2 separate regions of the Pan troglodytes genome follow, and region 2 is linked to region 1. The links are chromatin contacts, called in public Hi-C maps. All regions are on one chromosome and are shown on one strand. Each heading gives the region's core, a stretch centred on a gene start, on an enhancer-like site or on the middle of the called end of the contact. The rest is flanking DNA. Distances are from core to core; before and after follow the strand shown. Region 1 has its middle 59 kb from the start of HIST1H3A. Region 2 has its middle 21 kb from the start of HIST1H3A.

What was found. A called contact is a pair of places that touch in the nucleus more often than the background predicts.
Region 2: a Hi-C map of induced pluripotent stem cells shows a contact between it and region 1, with 2.1 times the contacts expected there. The contact joins two enhancer-like sites. A contact is called at or near these places in 3 of 7 Hi-C or Micro-C datasets (blood, induced pluripotent stem cells and stem cell-derived neural progenitor cells) and 1 of 1 other capture datasets (stem cell-derived neural stem cells).

Annotation. Positions count from the first base shown.
Region 1 is chr1:23,172,061-23,178,268 of NHGRI_mPanTro3-v2.0_pri, forward strand. No RefSeq gene overlaps it. Among named protein-coding and RNA genes, the nearest start is that of HIST1H3A, 59 kb to the right of the region's middle. Within about 2 kb of position 2,796, at least 15 of the 24 cell types and tissues checked have an H3K27ac peak or open chromatin away from gene starts, as enhancers often do. A contact at or near this core is called in induced pluripotent stem cells, stem cell-derived neural progenitor cells and stem cell-derived neural stem cells, where this site is marked.
Region 2 is chr1:23,210,401-23,216,608 of NHGRI_mPanTro3-v2.0_pri, forward strand. No RefSeq gene overlaps it. Among named protein-coding and RNA genes, the nearest start is that of HIST1H3A, 21 kb to the right of the region's middle. Within about 2 kb of position 3,256, at least 16 of the 24 cell types and tissues checked have an H3K27ac peak or open chromatin away from gene starts, as enhancers often do. A contact at or near this core is called in induced pluripotent stem cells, stem cell-derived neural progenitor cells and stem cell-derived neural stem cells, where this site is marked.

The sequences.
Region 1 (6,208 bases), core at 1,546-4,045:
CCTATGGAGAGGATATTTCCTGTTAGAGCTGAAGTGTGAATCAGCCTTATGTTCCCTGCCTGCAGACCCTATTTTCCTGCCTCACCTGGTGCCAGGAGCTGAGTCGCTGCTGCTCTCCCAGGTGCTCCATGATGAGCAGTGCTGGCCTTCTGATCCGACTCTCCCACACCCACACCAGCTGCCTTCCTGAGCCACCAGGCTCCCCAGTGGTGGCTCCTCTCCTTTGACGGCCTTGTCACCTCTCTGCAGTCTCTTCCCCTCACACCTGGCCGCTGCAGCCCCTCAGTGGTGAGCATTCGGTGGGCTGATCAGCATCCACACACCCCTCCTAGTAAGTGGCAATCCCCATTTTGTGAGCTGTCATGGGAGCCAGGGCCCCTCCTCCCACCTCAAAGGCTAAAGGGGGCAGCATTCCTTCTCCCTTCCTGGGCATCTAGCTAACCCAGGCAAAGATGCAGGGACAGGAGCCATCCCTCCCCGCTGTGGTGCCCAGCACCCCTGCCCATCATTACAGCCGATGCCTGTGGAGTTGTGGCAGGGGCTGCATTCAGCGATGCTGCAGCCCAGTAGTGGTGGTGACCACAGTCACCTCCCAAGACTGTCCCCGGCTGTGGCTGTGGCCATCCAGACTCCTGGTCAGCTCCCTGAGCTCCCCACAATACTCCCAAGGACTCCTTTTCTACTTAGTCATCAGGGTTGATTTCGATTGCTGGCCACCTCCCTTTGGGCCCTGGCCAGGCCTGTGGAGCTAGTCCTTTCCAAGTGTCACAGGTGAGTGATTGTGTGTGACGGACAGCGGGTCAGTGTGATAGATAACCTGTGGTCCACATAGGGAGATGGTGCCATACCAAGAAACTGCCAGGACCGAGATGTTAAAGAGTCAGGGGATGTGAATTGCTAAAGGCAACCATGGGAGATGACTGTTTCAAGAAAACTGGGAACCTAGGAAGCTTGGTGAGCACCCACTTGGATCTTCCCTGGCCTGGCAGGGCCTCCCCTTGGAGGGATAGCCCTGCAGCTTCCCCATCAGTGGGCAGGCTTGGGGAGGGCCTGGAGAGGAGAGGGGTCCCCTAAACACACCCAGCCCCAGGGCCTTAGCAGACAAGTGCTGGTGACCTATTATTTGTACTTATTGTAGTAAACAGTCACTTTTAGGCTGGGGGCTCACGCATGTAATCCCAGCACTTTGGGAGGCCAAGAGGGGCGGATCACTTGAGCTCAGGAGTTTGAGACCAGCCTGGCCAACATGGCAAAACCCCGTCTCTACTAAAACTACAAAAAAATTAGCCGGGCGTGGTGGCGGGCGCCTTGTAATCTTAGCTACTGGGGAGGCCGAGGCAGGAGAATGGCGTGAACCCGGGAGGCGGAGGTTGCAGTGAGCCGAGGTTGCGCCCCTGCACTCCAGCCTGGGCGACAGAGCGAGACTCCATCTCATAAAAAATCACAACAGTCACTTCTATGAGCAGTGCTCATTTCACCCCGCCTCTACCACACACTCGGCAGGGCGGCTTCACAGGTGCCCTTCCTGCTGTCTGGGACCCTTTGCCAGACTCCTCCCCACCTGGCCACCCTTCTTTCCAACCAACAACGTGGCTCCTCGGTTCCTCCAGGTTCCTTCCTGCCCTGTAAAACCCCTGGCCTCCTGCCAGGCTCAAGAAATGCCCTCGGATCTCTTCCGTGCTTTCGCCCCGCAGGAGACACAGCCTAGGTCCCGCCTCCGTCACGCGACAGAGACTCAGAGAGCGCCCACGCGGGCAGGGCCCGGGCAAGGCTACCTCACCGCCGCCCACCCATCCCCGGAGCCTTCAGCAGCACGGAGCTCAGGCTTCCCTGTCTCCCCTCTGCCCCCGCGCCGGCCGTGCGTGCAGTGCTTCGGCCCCTAGGCTGCTCCCACGCCCCGTCCTCCCTCCCGGGGTTGGTGCGGGTCTCCCAGGCCGGGCCGGGGCACTGGACCGACGCCCAGGAAGCGGCCGCCGCCGCAGCGAATTGCCCGCTCTCGCTTCGGCTTTCACCGCCCAGACAGCGGCGCCTCCGACCCGGCTCTTAAACAAGGGCGACTTTTATTATAAAGCCCGGGGGTGGTGCGGAGGAGCCCGCCACTCGCTGCCCCTCACTGCGGCCCCTGGCCTTCGCCTGGAGGGCGCGCGAGCCGGCGGCCCCGAGAGGCCGGGGGTGGGAGGCGCGGGGGCGACCCCGCCGCGTGGAGCCGCCCGGGACGCACGCGGGCCCCAGCAGCCCCGAGTGCAGTCCTGGCTGCGTTGTGGGAGCCGCGGCCACGCCAGCGCCGGGGCCCCTCCAGCCCGAGACTGGTGAGGCGGCGGGAAACCGCGGGACTGGGCACTGCCCGGCCGCGGGACGGCCAGGCTGGGGCTCTTCAGTGCGGCTTTCGGCGGGACTGCGGTCGCGGAACAAAGGGGCGCGGAGGTGGGCGGGGGGTGCATCGCCGGCGGGGCGGGGCCTCGGCGTCCGGGGCTGAGGTCTCCTCACCTCCGGGCCGGGCGGGGTCTGGCGGCCGCGCCCCTCCGCGGGCTCCCCAGGCGCCCAGCCGCGCGGCAACAACCACAGCCACCATTTCCGCTCCCCGCCCGCCCCTGCTCAGCGCTGGGGGCGCGAGGGCGCTGCTCGCCCGATTCAGAGGCCAGGTGTAACTACTGGTGTCACAGAAGTTCGGTGTTTCCAAGATGTGCTTCCTTTTTGTAGCGAAGGAAGCGCGGCCACCAGGCCAGGTCGTCCCAAAGTGCAGGGTCCCCGGCCCCCGTCATCCCCGCCCGGTTGCAGGCCCCGACGCTCCGCGCTCCCTCCTGCTGCGCGCGGCGGCCACCAGAGGGCGCCCGGCTGCCGTCACCCCGCGGAGCGCGGGACCCAGGCCGGGCGGGGGAGGTCAGCGGCGGGCCCGCCACCCCCGGCCCCTGCGCGGGGGGCCTGGCGCTGCTGGCGGCCGGGGGGACGATTGCGGGGTCCCTTTCCCAGACCGGAACCAACAGAGGCCGCCGGCCAGAGAACCGAGTTGGGTCGCCGTGTGACCTCGGGGCTGGTGCTAGCCTTCGTTGTGCCTCTGTTTCCCGCCTGTGAAGAGAGAGCGAGCACTGCCCGTCTGTGCATTGGGTCGCGATTCCCAAGCTCCCTAGGCTGGCCGTGGGGGAAGGCGGCCCCGCCGCCCCTGAGGCCCCGCGTGGGAACTCTCTTAGCAAGGGCACTGACGATGTCCTACTAACTGCCTTACGACTGTATTTTAAAGGAAGGTGGGAGGCAGGGCCCCTCATTTCCAAGTGCACCACCCACCAAAGCTGTGATCTTGTCACTGCTCAATACGAGCCTGGAAAATGATGTACAGCCCTTCCTTTAAGCGTGCTCGGTAAAAGGAGATCCATCCCAACAAGCAGAAGCTGATAATCTGCTTGAAAAGGGATTCCTCCACTTACAAAATTATTTGCAACGGGATTTTTCTCATTGAGTAAATTGTAGGCAAATCACCTGTGTAAATGAATATTTGTAACAGGCCAGCGGATTTGGAAATGAGTCTTACTGTAAAATAAGTACTTCCGTGGTAAAAATGGCTCCAGGGCCAAGGATGGGCCTGTGGTTCAGCTGGAGCATGCTGCCGGCTCACCTGATGGGCGCCTAGGACGTTCTCTAACGGGCCTCTGAGCCTGGTTCCCTCCCATTCCCTCTGCATCCACTCCAGCACGGAGTCCAGGAGGATTCTACCCTTCCTTGGCCAGAGGATGCTGAAGCTGGGCCCCTTCCTACCTGTTTCCTCTCTTGTGCCCCATCTCCTAGGGGAGATCCTTTGCTCCACTAGGCTCGACTGGAAGAGACCGGGAGGCCATGCAGGAAGCACCCTCACTGGCCAGGCACCCAAGATGTGCCAGGCACGGCCTCCCAGGCTGTAGCTCTACCAGGAGTGGGTGCTCCTTGTGAAGATTCTGACTTTGCTTGTCCCACCTGGCTTGGGGACTCCCACCCTCGCTCAACCACAGCATTGCCAAACTCAGTAGAGCATCTCTCTGGACACAGAGGGATGGAGGAAATGGCCACTCAGGCTCCAGAACTGCACGGGAATTCTGGGCCATATCTTGGCCCACCAGCCTCAGCTCACCCTGGCCACTCAAGCCTCGGCCTTCCTGGGGCCCCTTGGTTCTGGGGAGGGACCCATTAATAAATACCATTGCTCACTTGCTGCTTTTAAATCTCCTGAACGTTGGCGGGGCACAGTGGCTCACACCTCTAATCCCAGCACTTTGGGAGGCAGAGGTGGGTGGATCATTTGAGGCCAGGAGTTCGAGACCAGCCTGGCCAAGACAGTGAAACCCCGTCTCTACTAAAAATACAAACATTAGCCAGTCGTAGTGATGTACGCCTGTAGTCCCAGCTACTTGGGAGGCTGAGGCAAGAGAATCACTTGAACCAGTGAAGCAGAGGTTGCAGTGAGCCAAGGTCGCACCACTGTACTCCAGCCTGGGTGACAGAGTGAGACCCTGTCTCAAAAAAGCAAACAACAAAAAACAAAACAAAACAAACAAAAAACCCAAAAATCAATCTCCTGAACGTTGTGAATTTTTCATTAAATCCAAAAAGCTGGTGGAACGAGCACAGGCTTTCCACCCTCTCACCTGCAGAAGAGGCGGAAGCCAGTGCTGGTTTGATGGCGCCCTCTTCATTCCCATTGAGGTTGGAAAGCTGCCCCTCCCCAGCAGCCCTGGCCTCCCCTAGGGTGATGCTCAGGCCTGCCCTGGCGCACAGTGAGGGTGGAATCCTGAGAAGCCTATGGGGAGGGGCGCCAGACCTGGGGCTTCAGGTGGGAACCACCCAGCTGCCTTCATTACAGCTCCGGGGCTGTCCTTCCCACCACCGCATCCCTGCAGCTTGAGAGGGCTTACAGCCCATTCAAGAGAGACAGGCTTCATCCTCTGTGCACAGGCAGAATGCACCTCGTGCAGTGGATTGCCTCCATCCTTTTCTGTTTATTCTTCATTCATTTGTCCTACCCACAGTTCCTGACACTTGTTTCGAATCAGGCTCTCTAGTAGGGGTGAGGGCGGAAACATAAAGACATATTTTTCTGGGGTTCATGGAGAGTGATTCTTACTTCCTCATACTGGGGGGTTAGCGGGGGACACTCTGACTTCACCATTTACTAGCTGTGTGACCTAAGCAAGGCAAGTCATCCAGCCTCTCTGAGACTGTTTCCTTATCTATAAAATGGGACCAAGGGGGACTTGCCCAGAGACCTCCACTGTGAGTCTTGGCTGTAGGTTGTGAAGGGTTCCAGTGGAACGTCCTCTGGCCACAGCAGAAAGATAGCCTGGGGCTCTGGGGACTGTGGAGATAGGCCAGACCCTCCTCCTGGAAGGCCCTTTGTCTCTCTTCCACCTTCCTTCACCCACCTGGGGCTCCTCCCTGTTGTCCAGTGATGTCCAAGGGCCTGCTGCCTGTGGCTTGGCTGATTGAATATTGAGGGTCACTGAGGACTCCTGTCTGGGACAGGGACAGATACACCACAAAGGGAGAAAGAGCTCTCTAAGCCTCTTGAGTCATGAGGCCCCATCCTTGTTCTGGCTCTCCAACTTGCCCTGTGTGACCTCCTCGCAGGGCTTCCCCCATCCTATGAGGGCCTGCTCTGGACATGTCTGGAAGGGGGTGCGCACCTCCCTGCAGTCAGGCGTCAGCCCGGGGGAACTGGCTATGCTTCATCCAGACCCTTCCTCTCCTCCCTTAGAAATAGACTCCCAGCTCCAGAAAATGCCCATTCACACCAGGAAGGTCTAAGGATCCTCCCTACCCTGTACCCCACCTCATACCCATCAAAGTAGCCCAGGGTCCCCAGCAGTCAAGGTCCCCAGCCTCAAGAATTTGCTCATTAAGAAAAAGCTGATTCCCCCTCCTTCACCCTTCCCTTCCTCCCTCTTCCCATCTCCTCCCCTCCTCCACACCATGAGCAGCAGGCCAAGGTGGGAGGGGAGACAGACACCACCACCCCCGCCACCCACAGCAATCTTAATTGCCTAGATGAATCTAGACAGAGGCCGCCTGAGGCAGGAGCCTCATGTGGGGATGGCACCATGAGAAAACGAACAGTTCACCGCACCCACATTCATCACCATCATTCTTCATCACCTCTCTGTTAGTGTCAGGGGCTTCTTTAATAAAACTTTTAGCTGACAGCTGCCACTGTCCCTCAAGAAGTGACATGCCTCTGCTGGAACAG
Region 2 (6,208 bases), core at 2,006-4,505, 39 kb after region 1:
CTACATAGATTCACTGTCAAGAACATGGAAGGAGGATTGGTGACAAGCAGGTCTGGGGAAGAAGTATGTGCACAGATCTTCCAAACAGGCCCAGAATATAAAGATATTTGGGTCCCATGTGAATGCACACCAAAGGGTATCACTGCAAAGGAGGCTCTTGACTATCAGCGGAACAAAGCATGTTCTCTGGAGGTCGGGCTGTCTCTTTTTCCAGCTACCATTGCTTGCCCAATGGACCTATGTAACAAAGAGGCTGTGTGGCAAGATTGGAGGCTATGCGCGAGCTCAGCAACATGGACTTCCCCTCACCAAGGCTGAGTAAGTCATCTACTAACTGCCTAATCTGCCAACAGCAGAGACCAACACTGAGCCCACTGTGGCTCCTTGGGGGACCCAGCCAGCCATCTAATGGCAAATTGATTACACTGGACTTTTTCCATCATGGAAAGGACATTATACACATATTCTGGATTTGCTTTGCCTGTTCATCTTGTTTCTGCCAGCACCACCATGCATGGATTAACAGAATGCCTTCCTCACCATCCTAATACTCCACTCAGTACTGCTTCTGATCAAAAGATGAGCAGCAATGGCCTACTGCCCATGGAACAAACTGATTTTTTTGTTGTTTTTCTTTTTCTTTTCTTTTCTTTTTTTTTTGAGACGGAGTTTTGCTCTGTTGCCCAGGCTGGAGTGCGGTGGCGCAATCTCGGCTCACTGCAAGCTCCGCCTCCCGCATTCAGGCCATTCTCCTGCCTCAGCCTCCGGAGTAGCTGGGACTACAGGTGCCCGCCACCACGCCCGGCTAATTTTTTGTATTTTTAATAGAGACGGGGTTTCACCTTGTTAGCCAGGATGGTCTTGATCTCCTGACCTCGTGATCCGCCCGCCTCGGCCTCCCAAAGTGCTGGGATTACAGGCGTGAGCCACCGCGCCTAGCCTTCTTTTTCTTTTTTCTTTCTTTTCTTTTCTTTTTTTTTCTGAGATAGAGTTTCACTCTTTTTGCCCAGACTGGGGTGCAATGGTGCGATCTCGGCTCACTGCAACCTCTGCCTCCCCAGTTCAAGCAATTCTCCTGCCTCAGCCTGCCAAGTAGCTAAGATTACAGGCACCTGACACCACGCCTGGCTAATTTTTGTATTTTTAGTTGAGACGGGTTTTCACCATGGTGGCCAGGCTGGTCTTGAACTCCTGACCTCAGGTGATCCGCCCACCTTGGCCTCCAAAAGTGCTGGGATCACAGGGGTGAGCCACCGTGCCCAGCCCTTGTTTGTTTTTAAGGCAGGATCTCGCTCTGTCACCCAGGTTGGAGTGCAGTGGTGTGATCTCAGCTCACTGTAGCCTCAAACTCTTGAGCAGGTGATCCTCCCAGCTCAGCCACCCAAGTAGCTAGGACTACAGACACACACCACCACACCTGGCTAATTTTTATTTTATTTTATTATTTTGTTTTGTTTGAGACAGGGTCTCGCTTTGTCGCCCAGGCTGGAGTGCAGTGGTGAGATCTCGGCTCACTGCAACCTCCGCCTCCACGGTTCAAGTGATTCTCTTCCCTCAGCCTCCCAAGTAGCTGGGATTATAGGCGCCTGCCACCAAGCCCGGCTAATTTTTGTATTTTTAGTGAGATGGGTTTTCACCATGTTGGCCAGGCTGGTCTCGAACTCCTGACCTCAAGTGATCCACCTGCCTTGGCCTCCTGAAGTGCTAGGATTACAGGTGTGAACCACTGCGCCCAGCCATGCCCGGCTAATTTTTGAATTTTTAGTAGAGACGGGGTTTCACCATCTTGGCCAGGCTCGTCTTGAACCTCTGACCTCGTGATCCACCTGCCTAGGCCTCCCAAATTGCTGGGATTATAGGCGTGAGCCACTGTGCCCGGCCTCACTTTTTTCTTTTCTTTTTCTTTCTTTCTTTTTTGAGACGGAGTCTTGCTCTGTCACCCACGCTGGAGTGCAGTGGTGTGATCTCGGCTCACTGCAACCTCCGCCTCCCGGGTTCAAGTGATTTTCCTGCCTCAGCCTCCTGAGTAGCTGGGGGTTACAGGTGTGCGCCACCACGTCTGGCTAATTTTTGTATTTTTAGTAGAGATGGGTTTTCGCCCTGTTGGCCAGGCTGGTCTCGAGCTCCTGGCCTCAACTGAGCCGCCCGCCTTGACCTCCCAAAGTGCTGGATTACAGGCGTGAGCCAACACGCCCGGCCCCTGAGGTCACTTTCGCGGGGCAGAGGGGATGAAGCTGCGGAGAACAGGCTCGAGCGCTGCGGAGCCGGGAATTACTGAGTCCCGAGACGCGCGGGCAGGACTGGCACTGTTTTTTCCAGCTCGCGGGCTCTCAGTTCATAGTATGACATCCCCACCCGTCGGCCCGGAGGCTGCTGAGCACTAACCCGATTTGTTTTCCAAAATGCCACGCTTCACCCACTCGGCAGGATGTGCGGCACCTTCAGGGCCGCAGCTGCAGCTCGCGGGCTCCAGGCGTTCGCATGGCTGGACCAGGCGCTGGAGGCGGCCCTCACCCGTGGGACGGTGCCCCCCAGGCCCCGGGACGGAAAGGAGCTGCGGCGACGGCGGGAGAGGGCCCTACCCCCGGCGAGGCTGAGGCCTCAGGAGCGGACCTCACTGCAGGCAGCCCGGGAGGGAACGGCGGGGAAGTCCCGGGTCGTGGGGGTGACCCAGCCAGGGCTGGCGGAGAAGGGCCCGTAAGGTCGGCAAACCTGGGAAAGCGCGGGTGGCGGGAACCCCCTGGGCAGGCGGCCGCGTGGGGGCGGACCCGGTGGGCATGGCGGGCTCCGGGGGCGTGGCCTGGGACCTGGGGCCGCGTCACGTGACAATGACCGAGGCTAGAAGTGCTGTTGGGCGAACGCGAGGCGTCTGAAAGGATCAGTTTCGCGTTTTGGGGAAAGTTCTCTCTGGCACCTGGGGCTGGGGAGGGCGAGCCGGAGGAAGAGAACCCGGGTGAGGCGGCGATTTCAGAAATGCCTGAAAAGGGAGAAGCCCGCCCCGGAGCCACGACAGTGGGGACGCTGGAGAGATGCTGGGGACCGGCCTCCACGACCTGGGGGGGAGGGGGGAGGGGACGAGCGGCGGGCACCCTGAACCCTTAGTCCTCGAGGCCCTGACAGCTACCCTCCCTCATGCTGCCCCCGAGGAGGAGTTGGAAGGAGCAGCTGGCCCCACGCCCCGTTTCCCGAGACTGCGGGCAGCGCTCCTCAGGAGTGTGTCCGGGGCCGGCTACTTCCGCCACTAAGAGACGAGTCGCCCGGGCCGCAGGAAGGGCCTGGTGCGCGGCCATCTGCTGACCAGTCTGGAGCTAGCGTGGTGGCTTCGGCTGCGCTGACAGTGATGCCACCGAGGTCTCTTACACACCAACAAGCTTCACAGGCCCCTCACCCAGCTATGCCCGGGCATGGCATGCCTTGAGGGTATCCGAGGCTGTGACATCTTAGCAGAAATCCAAGCTAGCCCTCCCCACCCCCTCCACTCTACCTCCCCTTCACTTGGAATCAGAACTGTTCTATTTCAGCTCCAAATGTGATGATGATGACCAAATAAAATCCACCGTGAATTGAGCCCTCACTGTGTGTGCCCGGCTCTATGCTAAACATTTGTCATGCGTTCTCTCACATAATCCCCGGACCTCCTACCACTTTCGTTATTTTTGCTTTGCCAGCACTAATTGTAAAACTGAACTCTTATTATTACGATGTTTTAATTGACTCAAATTTAGAGGTGTTATACGAAATCACAGGTTTGATGTGTAATGTTTCTTTTACTAATTCATATACAACATATAGACCTTGCAAATGTTTGAAACTGGCCGGGCGTGGTGGCTCACGCCTGTAATCCCAGCACTTTGGGAGGATGAGGCGGGCGGATCACCTGAGATCAGGCGTTTGGGGCCAGCCTGGCCAGCATGGCGAAACCCTGTCTCTACTAAACATACAAAAATTAGCCAGGCGTGGTGACACGCACCTGTGGTCCCAGCCACTCGGGAGGCTGAGGCACGAGAATCACTTGAACCCGGGAGGCAGAGGTTGCAGTGAGCCAAGATTGTGCCACTGCACTCCAGCCTGGACAACAGAGCAACTCCGTCTCAAAAACTAAAAATACATACATACACATATTTAACAAATTGGATCGGCCTTTTTTTTTTTTTTTTTTTTTTTTTTTTTGAGACTGAGTTTCGCTCTTGTTGCCCAAGCTAGAGTGCAATGGCGCGATCTCGGCTCACCGCAATTTCCGCCTCCCGGGTTCAAGCGATTCTCCTGCCTCAGCCTCCCGAGTAGCTGAGACTACAGGCGCCCGCCACCACGCCCAGCTAATTTTTTGTATTTTTAGTAGACACGGGGTTTCACCGTGTTAGCCAGGATGGTCTCAATCTCTTGACCTTGTGATCCGCCCCCCTCGGCCTCCAAAGTGCTGAGATTACAGTGTGAGCCACTGCGCCCGGCCCTTTTTTTTTTTTTTGAGACAGGGTGTCACTCTGTCACCCAGGCTGGAGTGCAGTGACGCGGTCACAGCTCACTGCAGCCTCAACCTCCCCGGGTTCAGGCGATCCTCTCACCTCAGCCTCTTGAGCAGCTGGGACTACAGGCGCGCAGCAGCACACCTGGCTAATTTTTGTATTTTTTGTAGAGATGGGTTCTGCTATGCTGCCCCAAGTTGTTCTGGAACTCCTGGGCTCAAGCAATCCGCCTGCTTCGCCCTCCACAGTGCTGGGATTACAGGCATGAGCCACCATGCTCAGCCCTGCCTCAGTCTTTTTGATGGTTATGTGGTATTTCTTTTTAAAATTTTTTGTTTGGGTTTTGTTTTAGAGTATGTTGCCCAGGGAGGACTGAAACTCCTGGGCTCAAAAAATCCGTATTTTATTGTTTTCTTTGACTATGAATTATTTAGTTGTTTTATGTTCAGGCAGCTGGTCTGTTTCTAGTTGTATTTTTCTATTAATTTTATCTTAATTCCATTGTGATTGAAGAACATACTCTACGTAACTGCAGTTAAGAATATTTGTTAGGCTTTCTATCAGCTGTGCATGTGAACAACTTTGGTAAAAATTTTCCTTGTGAATTTGAAAAGAATGAATTCAGTTGTTGAGTTCAGAGCTCTATATATGTTAGCTGATGAAGTTTGTTAATTGTGTTGTTCAAATCTTCTATATCTTTACTTCTTGTTTTTTCTCTCAGCTGATATAAAATATATTTTAAAGTCTCCCACAATGATTGTGAATTTGTCTACTTCTCTTTTTAGTTTTCTCTGCTCTGTATATTTTCAACCTGTGCTGTTAGGTGCATACAGATTTAGGATTGTGATGTCTTCCTTTTTGATTGCTTCCTTTAGCATTATGAAATGGCCTCTTTACCTCTTGTTATGTTTCTTCCCTTAAAGTATACTTTTATGTTTGTTTGTTGTTTTTATTTTTGAGATGGGGCCTCACTCTATCGCTCAGGCTGGAGTGCAGTGGCCTGATCAGGGATCACTGCAGCCTCTACCTCCTGGGCTCAGGTGATCTGGAATCCCACCTGAGCCTCCCCAGTAGCTGGAACTACAGGCCCACACCACCACACCCAGCTAATTTTTTTTTTTTTTGAGGCGGAGTCTTGCTCTGTCGCCCAGGCTGGAGTGCAGTGGCACGATCTCGGCTTACTGCAAACTTCACCTCCCGGGTTCACGCCATTCTCCTGTCTCAGCCTCCTCAGTAGCTGGGGACTACAGGTGCCCACCACCATGCCTGGCTAATTTTTGTATTTTTAGTAGAGACGGGGTTTCATCTTGTTAGCCAGGATGGTCTCGATCTCCTGACCTCGTGATCCACCTGCCTCGGCCTCCCAAAGTGCTGGGATTACAGGCGTGAGTCACCACGCCTGGCCTTTTTTTTTTTTTTTTTTTTTTTTTTTTTTTTTTTTTGAGACGGCGTCTTGCTCTGTCACCCAGGCTGGAGTGCAATGGTGTGATCTCAGCTCACTGCAACCTTCACCTCCCAGGTTCAAGTGATTCTCCTGCCTCAGCTTCCCGAGTAGCTGGGATTACAGGCATGTGCCACCATGCCTGGCTAATTTTTTTTTTTTTTTTTGAGATGGAATCTCGCTCTGTCACAGAGGCTGGAGTGCAGTGGCAGGATCTCGGCTCACTGCAACCTCCGCCTCCCGGGTTCAAGTGATTTTTGTGCCTCAGCCTCCGGAATAGCTGGGACTACAGGCGCACACCACC